Linked DNA regions of Oryctolagus cuniculus: region 1 is linked to region 2. Evidence: chromatin contacts called from public Micro-C data. All regions are on one chromosome and are shown on one strand. The core of a region is the stretch at or near the end of the contact, and the rest is flanking DNA. Distances in the headings are between cores, read along the strand shown. Region 1 overlaps AUTS2 (activator of transcription and developmental regulator AUTS2). Region 2 overlaps AUTS2 (activator of transcription and developmental regulator AUTS2).

Region 1 (5,279 bases), core at 1,686-4,185, 84 kb after region 2:
CAAGGAGGCAGCGAGCCCAGGCTACCTGGCCTTGCTCCAGTCTCAAGGGACCAGCCCCAGCCACCATCAGACTCATTAGTGTCTTGTTCTCCCGACCAGCGAGGAGCTGCCCGCTAACTGGCGAGTGAGAAGCCTGGTAGATGTAAGAGGCTGGTGAACAAGGGAGAAAAATCTACAAACTTGTTGATCTCAAAGCCTCCTATGAAGGTTTCTATAAAGCTCTGGCGGAATTTATTTTTGCTTAGGTTTATGTCCCTATTTTCCAAGTTAACTTACTTCATGGAATAAATTTCCGAGAGATCATGAGCATAAAAGACAATCATTTTAAATGGAGATAATGGACAAAAATGTCTGCTGGCATTGAGGAAAATTTCTGTGTGATGTGCCAATGGGTAAATTTCCTGGGGGTGGGGGAGGGGAGGATGTAGCTTGAGAACAAAGCATAGGAAAACACGAAAATATCAGTAAAAATGCAGTTCACAAAACTTTAGTGGCAGGGCTGGCGCTGTGGTGTAGCGGGTAAAGCCACCACCTGCAGTGCCGGCATCCCAAATGGGTGCCGGTTCGAGTCCCAGCAGCTCCATTTCCAATCCAGCTCTCTGCTGTGGCCTGGAAAAGCAGTCCAAGTCCTCGGGCCCCTGCACCCGCGTGGGAGACCTGCAAGAAGCTCCTGGCTCCTGGCTTCGGATTGGCACAGCTCCGGCCTTGCAGCCAATTGGGGAGTGAACCAACGGATGGAAACCTCTCTCTCTCTCTCTCTCTGCCTCTCCTTCTCTCTCTGTGTAACTCTGACTTTCACATAAATGAATACATCTTAAAAAAAACTTTTGTGACCCCAAACTTAACAAAACTCCCAAGCCTTCTCCTCCCCACTCGGCCTCCTCCCCTGCCCTCCGCCGGGTCTCTCAGGACCCACACATAGCGTCTTCTGACTCATCCCAAGAAAGGTAAGCTCACCAAAGGCTCTGGTCCCACCACCTCGTGCACCCACGGTCACATGGGCAGGAGTGACTCAGTCCTCTAGGCCCACAGAGCAGGTGGCGCATAAACCCAGTGTCTGAAGAACAGCAAGGACTTCTCCTTGAAGGCAGACGTGACGCTAGGAGCTACAGCAGACACAGTGTGACCTTGAGGTAAAGGCCTGGGAAGTCTTCAAGATGCTAGTCTTTACCCTGCTAAAGCAACACCAGAAGCCACCTAACCACAGCTTTCTCACAGTCAGGCGAGGAAGCAGGCACCGCCATCGATTCAGACACAGCTGGTCAAGCTTTCTGCTCCTTGGGGCGGAAAGCACCCCTGGGTGACACAGCCCATGAGTGCTGGATCCTCTTTTCTCTCCCCACCGCCGGTCTCCATGGAGGAAGGGCCTGGTTTCTGCTAAAGAAAATTCTCTGCTCTTAACTCTGTTGCTTAAGGTCTCCTCTGGGACCTTAACCCATAATCCCCCCACTTCCTCCCTGCAACAAGTCCTACGGCTCAAGCCTAAAAACAAGTCCACATTTCTCCAGTTTTTCCGTTCGGCAACCATATACGGGGCATCTGTGGTGCGCAGGGCACGGTATCAGGGACTGGGGGCTGAAGCGGATGTAAAACGCACACAGACCTTGCCTTCATGGAGCTCAGAATCATCAGACAATCCCACCATTAGTGCAAGGCCACACAGCAGGGCCCGTGGAGTCCACTGGCAGTCACACCAGCTCTGTCTAGGGTTGGAGACAAATACATCCTTAACCGTGAGGCAGGGAGAGCGGTGCCACGGTTTGATCCTGGGCCCTCCAAGTGGCAGTTCTGTGACGCCGAGAAGGCTCTCAGCCTGCTAACCTCCCCTGCCACATGGGACTCGTGGCCACACCTCCCTCTCCGCACTGGCTGCAGAAGGAAGTCCCCCGAGTGAGAGTTCAGCCCAGGGCTCATCACACAGAAAGTGCTTGCTAGTATTACTGCTTATTATTACTAATACGTTTGGCACTGAGGTCTGATGAATGGAATAGGGACATTTTGAAGAAGGTATACAGAAAGCAATTTATGCATGCCCTCTTTCCTTTTTCCTTTTGGAGAAATCCCTTTAATGAATAACTTCCAGTAAAAGAAAAGTTTCTAAGCACGCTGTCCACATGCCTTGTCCCCAACATTATATTAGGAACCTTGTACACCTGTTGCCCTCCATCTAAGTCAACCAGGGACCACATACATGATGGTGTAAGGATGGCTCCTGGGTGGAATACATGCTATTCCTCATTTAAAAAAAAAAAGGCACAAATCTTACAGCACGTACTTTCTGGGAGGCAGGGCTGGAAAATCTTCCTAGGCTTGGAATGTCCACGGAGAAAACTACGTTCTTCCCAAATGTGAGTGAGTGGACAGAAGATGGTGCTTCCCAGGGACACCTCTCGGGACCCTGCTCCCTGGGCCCCCGGCCTCTGGGTCCAGGGAGGGACTCTCACTGCAATGGAATTGTATCTAGCAGTCGGAGTGTTGGGAAGGTATGCTGGGGCCAGGAAACCCATCAAGTTTGGGATCCAAAGATCAGCCTGTTTATTCTTTCCCTGCAGGCATTTTCCAACGTGTATATGCAAATCCAAGAATTCTAGCCTACCTCACTGCAGCTCTGTCACCGCAGACACCCACGACCCTACCCCATCATCCACAGCAGACACACCAGGGGAATTTTCCTGGTGTCACTGACCGGAGAGCCTGGGACACAGAAAAAACAAAGGGGAAGTGGTCCTACTTGAAAGCCCCATGCGGCCGGCCAACTGTTCTTTGTCTAGCACTCGTGGCTTATGTTTCTAGAGAGCCACGCTGGCTGCCTGGAAAGGCCCAATCAGATGAGCTGCAATGTCTGCGCCGTGAGTTCAGCCAGTGTCCAGTCTGCAGGGCAGGCAACAATGCATGTGTTCCAGGGCTCGGCCGCCTGGGGTGCTGGTGCAGGCTGGCCCTACAGCCGGCTGGCCTCTGGGCCCCTGCCAGGCTGGGGCCTGCCAGGGGAAGTGAATGCGCTCAGCACGACAGTGCCAGCTGGCCGGGCTTTCTCCCCGGGGGGCCGGCTGTAAGCACAGATTACCAGTGACTCTGTTCAGTTCTGCGCCCCTGCTCCCCGGGGAGAGGCGCATCACGGCCGGCATCAGTACTAATAGGCTCTGAAACGGTGGGCTAAGCTTGGGAAGGCCACGGCGGGGTGGGCGGGGCGGCAGGGGGAGGACAGAGGCCACGCCTCCAAAGCCAGCAGCTGGCTCCCAGCCTGCGCAGGGAGCTTTCTCTGTACCACATTGGCAGTTCCTGCCCGTGGCAGTGCAAACTCCTTTAATTCCTTTCCCGCTATTTACTGCCCACAGCAGAAAGAACCCCCATGCCTCCGCAGAGCCCCGCCACGGCAGTCCCGGGGAGCCACGAAATTACACAAGACAAAGTCAAACTTTCCTTTGCTTCATTTCAAGGCCCTGTGACTGTGTGAAGTCATGTGAGCTGTCACAGCCAAGGCGTTGTCATGGAGACGGTAGTGGTTGCATAACTGATGTCGGTCCCTACTTTCATAAAAAAAAAAAAATAGTAATTTGAAATTTTATGTATAAGACCAGGTCATTAGACTGAGAAATTAAATTGATAATTTCTTCTCTCTTTGTTCCTCCCTGAGGAATTTCTGAGGCGTGCTACAGAGTGGCTTGGATAAAGGTTGGGTGGGATTTTGGCCTTAAAAACATCAACTGGCCAAAGAGGATGCGCGGAGTAGCCAGCTGATGTATCTCTGGCTTGTAGATGGTTTTTCGAAGAAACAAAGATGGCTTCTTCCTCAAGTTCACTTCCGTGGTCCCCTAATTGGCCCCCCACCCACTACCTTAGCCTTCACTTGGGGTGTGCGACAGCTCAGCAAAGAGCCCCCTCCCTGGTGTCCTTACTCCTGGTCCATCCCTGGGGCCAACGCTGTCCCAGCGGGACTGAAGGAGACCGAACTCCCTCAGTAATCCTCCCCCTGCTCCCAGGGGGCTGGCCTCTGAAGTCCCCAGCCCGGGAGGAGGGAGACTTAATGAGTTCTCACTGGGGTCAATCCCTAACAAAACACACCTAACACAATACCCTCCTCATCTCCTTTCATAATATGTAGGCAAGCTGTCATCAGGATCTACTGTGACACTCTGAAAATCTAATATTACTTGCAAAAGAGCATTCTATATTCTCAGCGGAAATGTCTCTACAGACTTGATTTCAGTGGCTCAATCGAGAAAGAGATGATGTACTTTTAAGGGAAAAAAAATACACACACACATGTACATATATGCCTCTCCAACCTTTTTTTTTTTTTCTCTTGCTATTCTGGGGCTTGTCTTTAATGAGCAGCTCCAAATGACAGCTTTAATCACTGCCTCTGGCCACTGAAAGAGGCCGCTAATGATAGGAAAGAACATAGGGCCATTTGCATCAATCAGCTCCAGTCTAAATCACTTTTTATGATAATGCACCCAAGCGAAGAAGAAAGTCTCTGATGTCGCCTGCATGATGATGTACCACCGGGCTGTCTCCCCAGCTCAGACCTCCACATAAATCTCTTAAAGAGACATGCACCCCACCCTGGTCTGCCCGCCCAGCACTGCCCTCATTTTCTACACCATTAATGACCCACCACCAGGGCAGAGTCATGAGGGGCTAAGCAATCTGTCCCTGCAGATCCTGTTCTTGGGGATATACCCTTTGATTTAAAAAAAAAAAAGAGAGAGAGAGAGAGGTGAGCAGAAGAAATACATCTTAACCCAGCTACAGCCGACTTATGGCATCATTTCGTTTTTCAGCCTTCCAAAGGAAAATCAAGATGGACGTGTTGCCACACTTGATATCTGTTAGTGTCCTTGAAATGCAAGGTCATGTGTGATACCAACAGCGAGGAGGTTTGAGTTTTGGCCCTGTGCTGACTCGGGAGGTCTTGTTAGATTTATTGGGCCTCAGTTTCCTCAACTTTAAGGCAATACTAGGTCATCGCCAAGTCTCACCCAGTACTAACATGCTCTCGGACTATTACGAGAGTCCATCTCTATGTTCAGAACCCCATTCTGCTGCAGCAAAGACCCTACCTCTTCCTGAACCGCGGGTCTGAGTAGCTACTGCTTGAGATATTACAGGTAGCGACCAACTATCTCTGTAGGGACTCCTCACGAGACACAAGCTGAAGATAACCTTCCATTATTTTGCATAAATTAAAAAGTTACTATTTAACAAGTGTATGCTCAATGTTAGTACTGAGATGGTTCAAAAACAGGAATTTTCTAATTATGTACTTTTGCAGAATA
Region 2 (5,147 bases), core at 329-2,828:
TAGCAAAAGCGTCCTGGGCCCTTTAATTCACTGATAGGTGTCACAAAGCTAGAAATGACGCCGCCTGCAACGGGGGGCAGAGGGCGGCTCCAGGAGGCCTCCAAGCTCAAACTCCCCAAGAGGAGTCGGCGCCGCGACTTTGGTTGCACTTAATAATGGATTCAGGAGCGCGCCCAGAGCGCAGTCAGGGGTCGGACAGGCGCTCCTTCGCGGAGGGTCTTCAGTGGAAGCCACACGGATATCCCCCTCTGCTTTTCCTCAATGAACTTCCCTTCTAGTTAAGCCTCCAAAATATTTGTACCAATTATCTGCCTCCTCGGCTCTTCATCTTGGGGACGTTTCCATATCCATTACGCTATTTTTTTTAAATTCTGCATTTCCTCCTATTACCTGTATTTTTATTTATTTATTTTTTTTTCTTTTTCTGTTGAATCGGGAAGGGCTGAAGGGCGCGCGGAGCCGAATCTGCAGGCGAGCGCGGGGCGCCTGGACCCGCCGCGGACCTGACGCTTTCTTTGGCCTTTTTTGCTCTTTGCCCCTCGCTCGGTGTCGGAGCGTTAAGGGCACGGAGAGACTGCATCGAGGATTGACAGAGAAACAAAGCTCTCTTTTAGCTTTTCATAATTAAAAAAAAAAAAAAAAAAAAAAAAAAAAAACACTGCAAGGCGTAGTTGGCGTCTGCGGAAAAGTTCAGTCAAGCCGACTAGCCAAAGGAAACGCGGCGGGCGAAGGGAGTGAGAAAGCCCTGGGCGCAGAGCCCGGCCACCTCCATCCCCTCCGGATGCAGACCCCGAGGGCCGCCCCCCGCCCCCGCCCCGGCTGCAAGAGGGACTTTCGAACAGGCGAAGAGAAACCTTCTCGAAACTTAAGCACGACTTCCTTGACCAGCTGCCGATCCGAGCCCGGATTCCCTTTTGCTTCCCTCGGCACCGCGTGCCGACTGGGACCCCGACCCCCGACCCCGGACACCAGCCAGCCGTGCAGCGCCCCGGGGCCCCCAGCCCGCGGCGGGCGGGCGCAGGCCTCGACCCGGCCCGGTCCCGGATCCGGCAGAGCCCCGCTGGACTCGCCTCCGGCCCCTGGGCCCTCCCGGGCACCACCGCGCTGCTCCGGGCCCCGCGCCACCGCTCCCGGGCCAAGCCCGGCCGGCCGAGGAAGGAAAGTACAAAGGCGGCGACGGGGCCGCCGAGGGGGGGGGGGGGGCAGGGAGAGGAGGAGGAGGGGGACGGAGGGGGCTCGGGCGCGCCAGACGCGAGGAGCCCGCCCCTGCCACCCCTGCCCGCGGGCCTGGCCGCCGCAACAAAAGACCCCCGACCCAGCCGCCTCGCTTCCGACCGAGGGCGGCGAGCGAGCCGCGCCCCCGGGGGCTGCATTACCTGGTCGCAAAGGGTTAAGCGGTCCTGTCAGCCCCAAGTTCATGGTTTGGGTCCTTGGCAGGGCTCTCGATGGGTGATCATCAGAAACCAGGGGGAAAACACCAAAGCGCACGGAGAGAAAACGCCCAACTCCAACCCGGCTCGGTCCGCCAAGAGTCTTCCTCGCCAAAGTCTGAGAGCGGATGCAAGCGAACCAAATCCGAACCGGAGTCGCAGCAGCCTTCGGGCGGCCGAGAGCCAGCGCCGCGCGCACACATCCAGTGCGGCCGAGTCCAGGCGGGCGGCGGGAGGGCGCCCGGCCCGCGCTCGCCGGCTGCCTCCCTGCCGCTCCTGCGGCGCACGGGGCCGGGCGGCGCGGCGGGGGGCTCGCGAGGCGCGTCCCGGGCCGGGAAGCTGGCGGGCGAGGTGGAGAGGTGCGGCCCGAGCCGCCGCCGCGGCGCGCGGAGCTAGGAGCGAGGCGGCGGCGGCGGCGACAGGACAAAGGAGACCATGTGCGGAGGGAGGGAGGAGGGAGGAGGAGGAGGAGGAGAAGGAGGAGGAGGAGGGCGCGCGGCGGCGGCGGCGGCGGCTGCTCCCCGGCGGCCGCCTCGGGCTCCCCGACAGCGGGTCCCGCCTCTCCAGCAGCGCCGCGGGCTGGCTGGTCCCGGGCCCGCCGCCGTCGCAGCGGCGCTGGAGGGGGACGCTCCGGGAGTCTTTGATTTTGTGTCGACCTCGCCGGCGCGAGGCGGCGGGAGGCGCTGCAGCGGCCGGGGCGCCGGGCGGGCTGCGCGGGGCCGCCGGCGCCTGCTGGCCAGAGCTCGCGGGCAGGTGGGCGAGCGCCCGGGGCTGGCTCAGCTCCGGCCCGAGCTCCGCTGGCGGGCGCCTGCTTCTCCCGCCGCTTCACGGCTCAAGTGAACTCCATCGGCGGCCGCCGCCGGCGCCGCGGGCTCCCGGGCTGGACGGTGGCAGGAGGGGGCGGCGGCGGCGGCGGGAGGGAGGGGGCGCCGGGCTCCAGACTTCGCTCCCCGACTGCGCCGAGCGCGCCTCTTCCAGACGCTCGCAGATCTCGGAGCGGGACTTCCTCGGCGCGCGGAGCCCGAGCCGCCCGTGCCACCGCCCCTCCTCCGTGCCGCCCCGCCCCGCGCGCCCCGCCCCGCGCCGCCCCTCCTCTCGGCCCCGGCGCCGGGTCGGCCCCGCGGGGGCGCAGTCCCCGGGCGCGACATGGACAGCTGTTGCTCCCCGCGCCGCTCAGGCCCTTGGGCCCCGAGGCTGCCTTCCCCGCGGGCGGATGCGCGGCGGGAACTGCAAACCTCCGCGCCTTCCCCGCGGTCGCCGTGGCAGGGAAAGGCCACTAGGCCCGCGGCCCGGGGGTGAACTGCGGCTAGGCCGGTCACATCTGCAAAAAGCTGGCTCACTGGGCAGTTGTGAGGGGTCGATGGGAGTCAGATATGTCAGAGTCCTGGCACTCGGGGGGGGGGCGCTTAGCACAAGATGATTACATTGTGGCACCTGGGGAGGGGGTGGGCGTGCGCACAAGATCACAGTCTAGGTATTAAACAGAAGGGTCTTCATCTAACCCTGCCCCCACCGCTCAGGTGGTCAGCGTTTATGAGAAGTCCAGTACATTTAGAAATCCTCCCCTCTTCCCAGTTCCTCAAGTCCTCTACCGTTGGTACACTTCCCATCCACAAAGTGGAGCCCACTTGGGTCCCCTGCCTTCCACCAAAGGATGAGAGTAAGACCCACACCTCCTATGTGGGCAGCAGTTGTATTCTGCCTTCTTTTCCTTTATCATCCACTGCAGCGCCTCGTGCAATGGGCCAAAGGACCACAAATGGACCCCCAGTGGGCCCCTGCACCCTGCTTCCACCAGAACCCACCCAGCTCCCGCTGCCCTGCCTGGTGGGCTCCCTTGGTGGAACGCTGGTCTCCTTTTCTCTCCTAACCACAGCCACTAGGGGAAAGGTACCACCAGGCCATACGAGGACAGAAAACCGCCGAGGACAGAAAACCGCCGGAGCTTTAGATACACATCTGCAGCCGGAGCAGGTTCCTCCTTGGTGAACAGGAAAAGCCACCGCAGAGGGAAAGCAGGGGTAGGTTGCAACAGCCACAGCCAGTGCACTGAGGAGGGGAGAGACGGAAGCTTCCAATGCCACCGTCACCAGCAGTGGGGCTTGGGAGAGCTGAACACCACATCCCAATGACACGGACGAGGCTGCTTTAAAGGTATGGTATCCATTCCTTACCTCTTTGAAGTTGCATATTCATCACACTCTGATTTCATGGCACCCTGAAAAACCTCTCAAGGAATGAAAAGGGTAGGGGTGCTTGCTGCATGGCATACCCCCCCCACCGCCTCTCACATTATTAATTTTGGAGATAAGAGGCCTCAACACCCAGCACCTGCAAGAGGTGGTGTTATGAAAGGTTCTCTTTTTTCCTTTTAAAGATAGGTGATAGTGATTCTTCTCCAGCACTACCTCCAGAGAAGTCAGAAGAAATGACACTCAGAAGGTGTAAGTTTGGAGACAGATTTTTCCAATTGCTTACAAGATGTTACAAAAATCAGTTAATGGCCTTAAGCTAGGGGGCATTCATTCTGAAGCTGTTTCTACAACACTGGGATAGCTCGAAGGGAAACAGTAAATTTTCAAGGAAAGACATTAAAATGTTGTTTCTTTTAGAGCAGTCAACATGGGACAGTTTTCTAGTTGCTCTAATGAAATCAATATTACAGGAAAAGCCCTGCCTGAGCTCCCAGGCAGGTCTCCCACAGGGGAAAGTGAGATGTACAAAGGTGGCAGTGACTTAGCTGACCTGCTCCTCTGACCGCTCAGACCCCTGGGATGCTTTCCTGACCCTTATCACGCCTTGCATTAGACTGTCCTAAGTGGTGACTGGGGAGGAGGCCTCGCATGATGGCCCGGGCACGTATGCACATGTCCCGGGGTCTCGATGACCTGGAACCAGGTAGAACCTGGGGCCATCAATAGTCAGGCCTCGGGGGCATCCACAGAATGCAGCAGCCACATGGAGTCCTGCTCCCCTCCCAGCCCCTGCCAGTCTGCCACCTCTAGTTTGCCTCCCGTCTTAACATTCTCCCCCACCTCGCCACCATGGGATGTGAATTGAGTCTATTCTGACTGATTTCCAGGTGGGTCTGTTCCTCCTGCTTTTTGGAAGGTGGTGAAGGTTCCCATGTCAACATCAGAAGGGAATAGGTATACAGCAGCATCATCAGTAAAAACAAGGAAGACAGAGCCCAGTGCTGTGGCACAGTAGGTTAATCCTCTGCCTGTGGCACCGGCATCCCATATGGGCACGGGTTCTAGTCCTGGCTGCTCCTCTTCCTATCCAGCTGTCTGCTATGGCCTGGGAAAGCAGTGGAAAATGGCCCAAGTGCTTGCCCCCTCCCCCCCCCCCCTTGCACCTGCATAGGAAACCTGGAAGAAGCTCCTGGCTTCGGATCAGCTCAGCTCCAGCCATTGTGGCCATTTGGGGAGTAAGCCAGCAGATGGAAAATCTTTCTTTCTGCCTCTCCCTCTCACTGCCTGTAACTCTACCTCACAAACGAATAAATAAATAAAATCTTAAAAAAAAAAAAAAAAAGGAAGACAGAGGGGCAATTCTGGATAATCCAAGTATCGGGTGATTGGATCCTGGTCAGAGATCTGACTTTGAAGAATCAGGAAGTTTCATTTCCTCCCTCCCCTTTCCCTTCTTTCTTTCATCTCTCTCTCTCTTTGCCTTTCTTCCTTCAATTTTTTCTTTCTCTCTCTCCCCCCTCCC

What was found. A called contact is a pair of places that touch in the nucleus more often than the background predicts.
Region 1: a contact with region 2 is called in a Micro-C map of ear pinna, with 4 times the contacts expected there. The contact joins two enhancer-like sites. A contact is called at or near these places in 3 of 6 Hi-C or Micro-C datasets (ear pinna, psoas muscle and skin fibroblasts).

The regions. Positions count from the first base shown.
Region 1 is chr19:46,858,711-46,863,989 of mOryCun1.1, forward strand. All of the region lies in intron 5 of AUTS2 (activator of transcription and developmental regulator AUTS2), which reads right to left. Among named protein-coding and RNA genes, the nearest start is that of GALNT17, 410 kb to the left of the region's middle. Within about 2 kb of position 2,936, at least 4 of the 8 cell types and tissues checked have an H3K27ac peak or open chromatin away from gene starts, as enhancers often do. A contact at or near this core is called in ear pinna, where this site is marked.
Region 2 is chr19:46,776,188-46,781,334 of mOryCun1.1, forward strand. All of the region lies in intron 5 of AUTS2 (activator of transcription and developmental regulator AUTS2), which reads right to left. Among named protein-coding and RNA genes, the nearest start is that of GALNT17, 330 kb to the left of the region's middle. Within about 2 kb of position 1,579, at least 5 of the 8 cell types and tissues checked have an H3K27ac peak or open chromatin away from gene starts, as enhancers often do. A contact at or near this core is called in ear pinna, where this site is marked.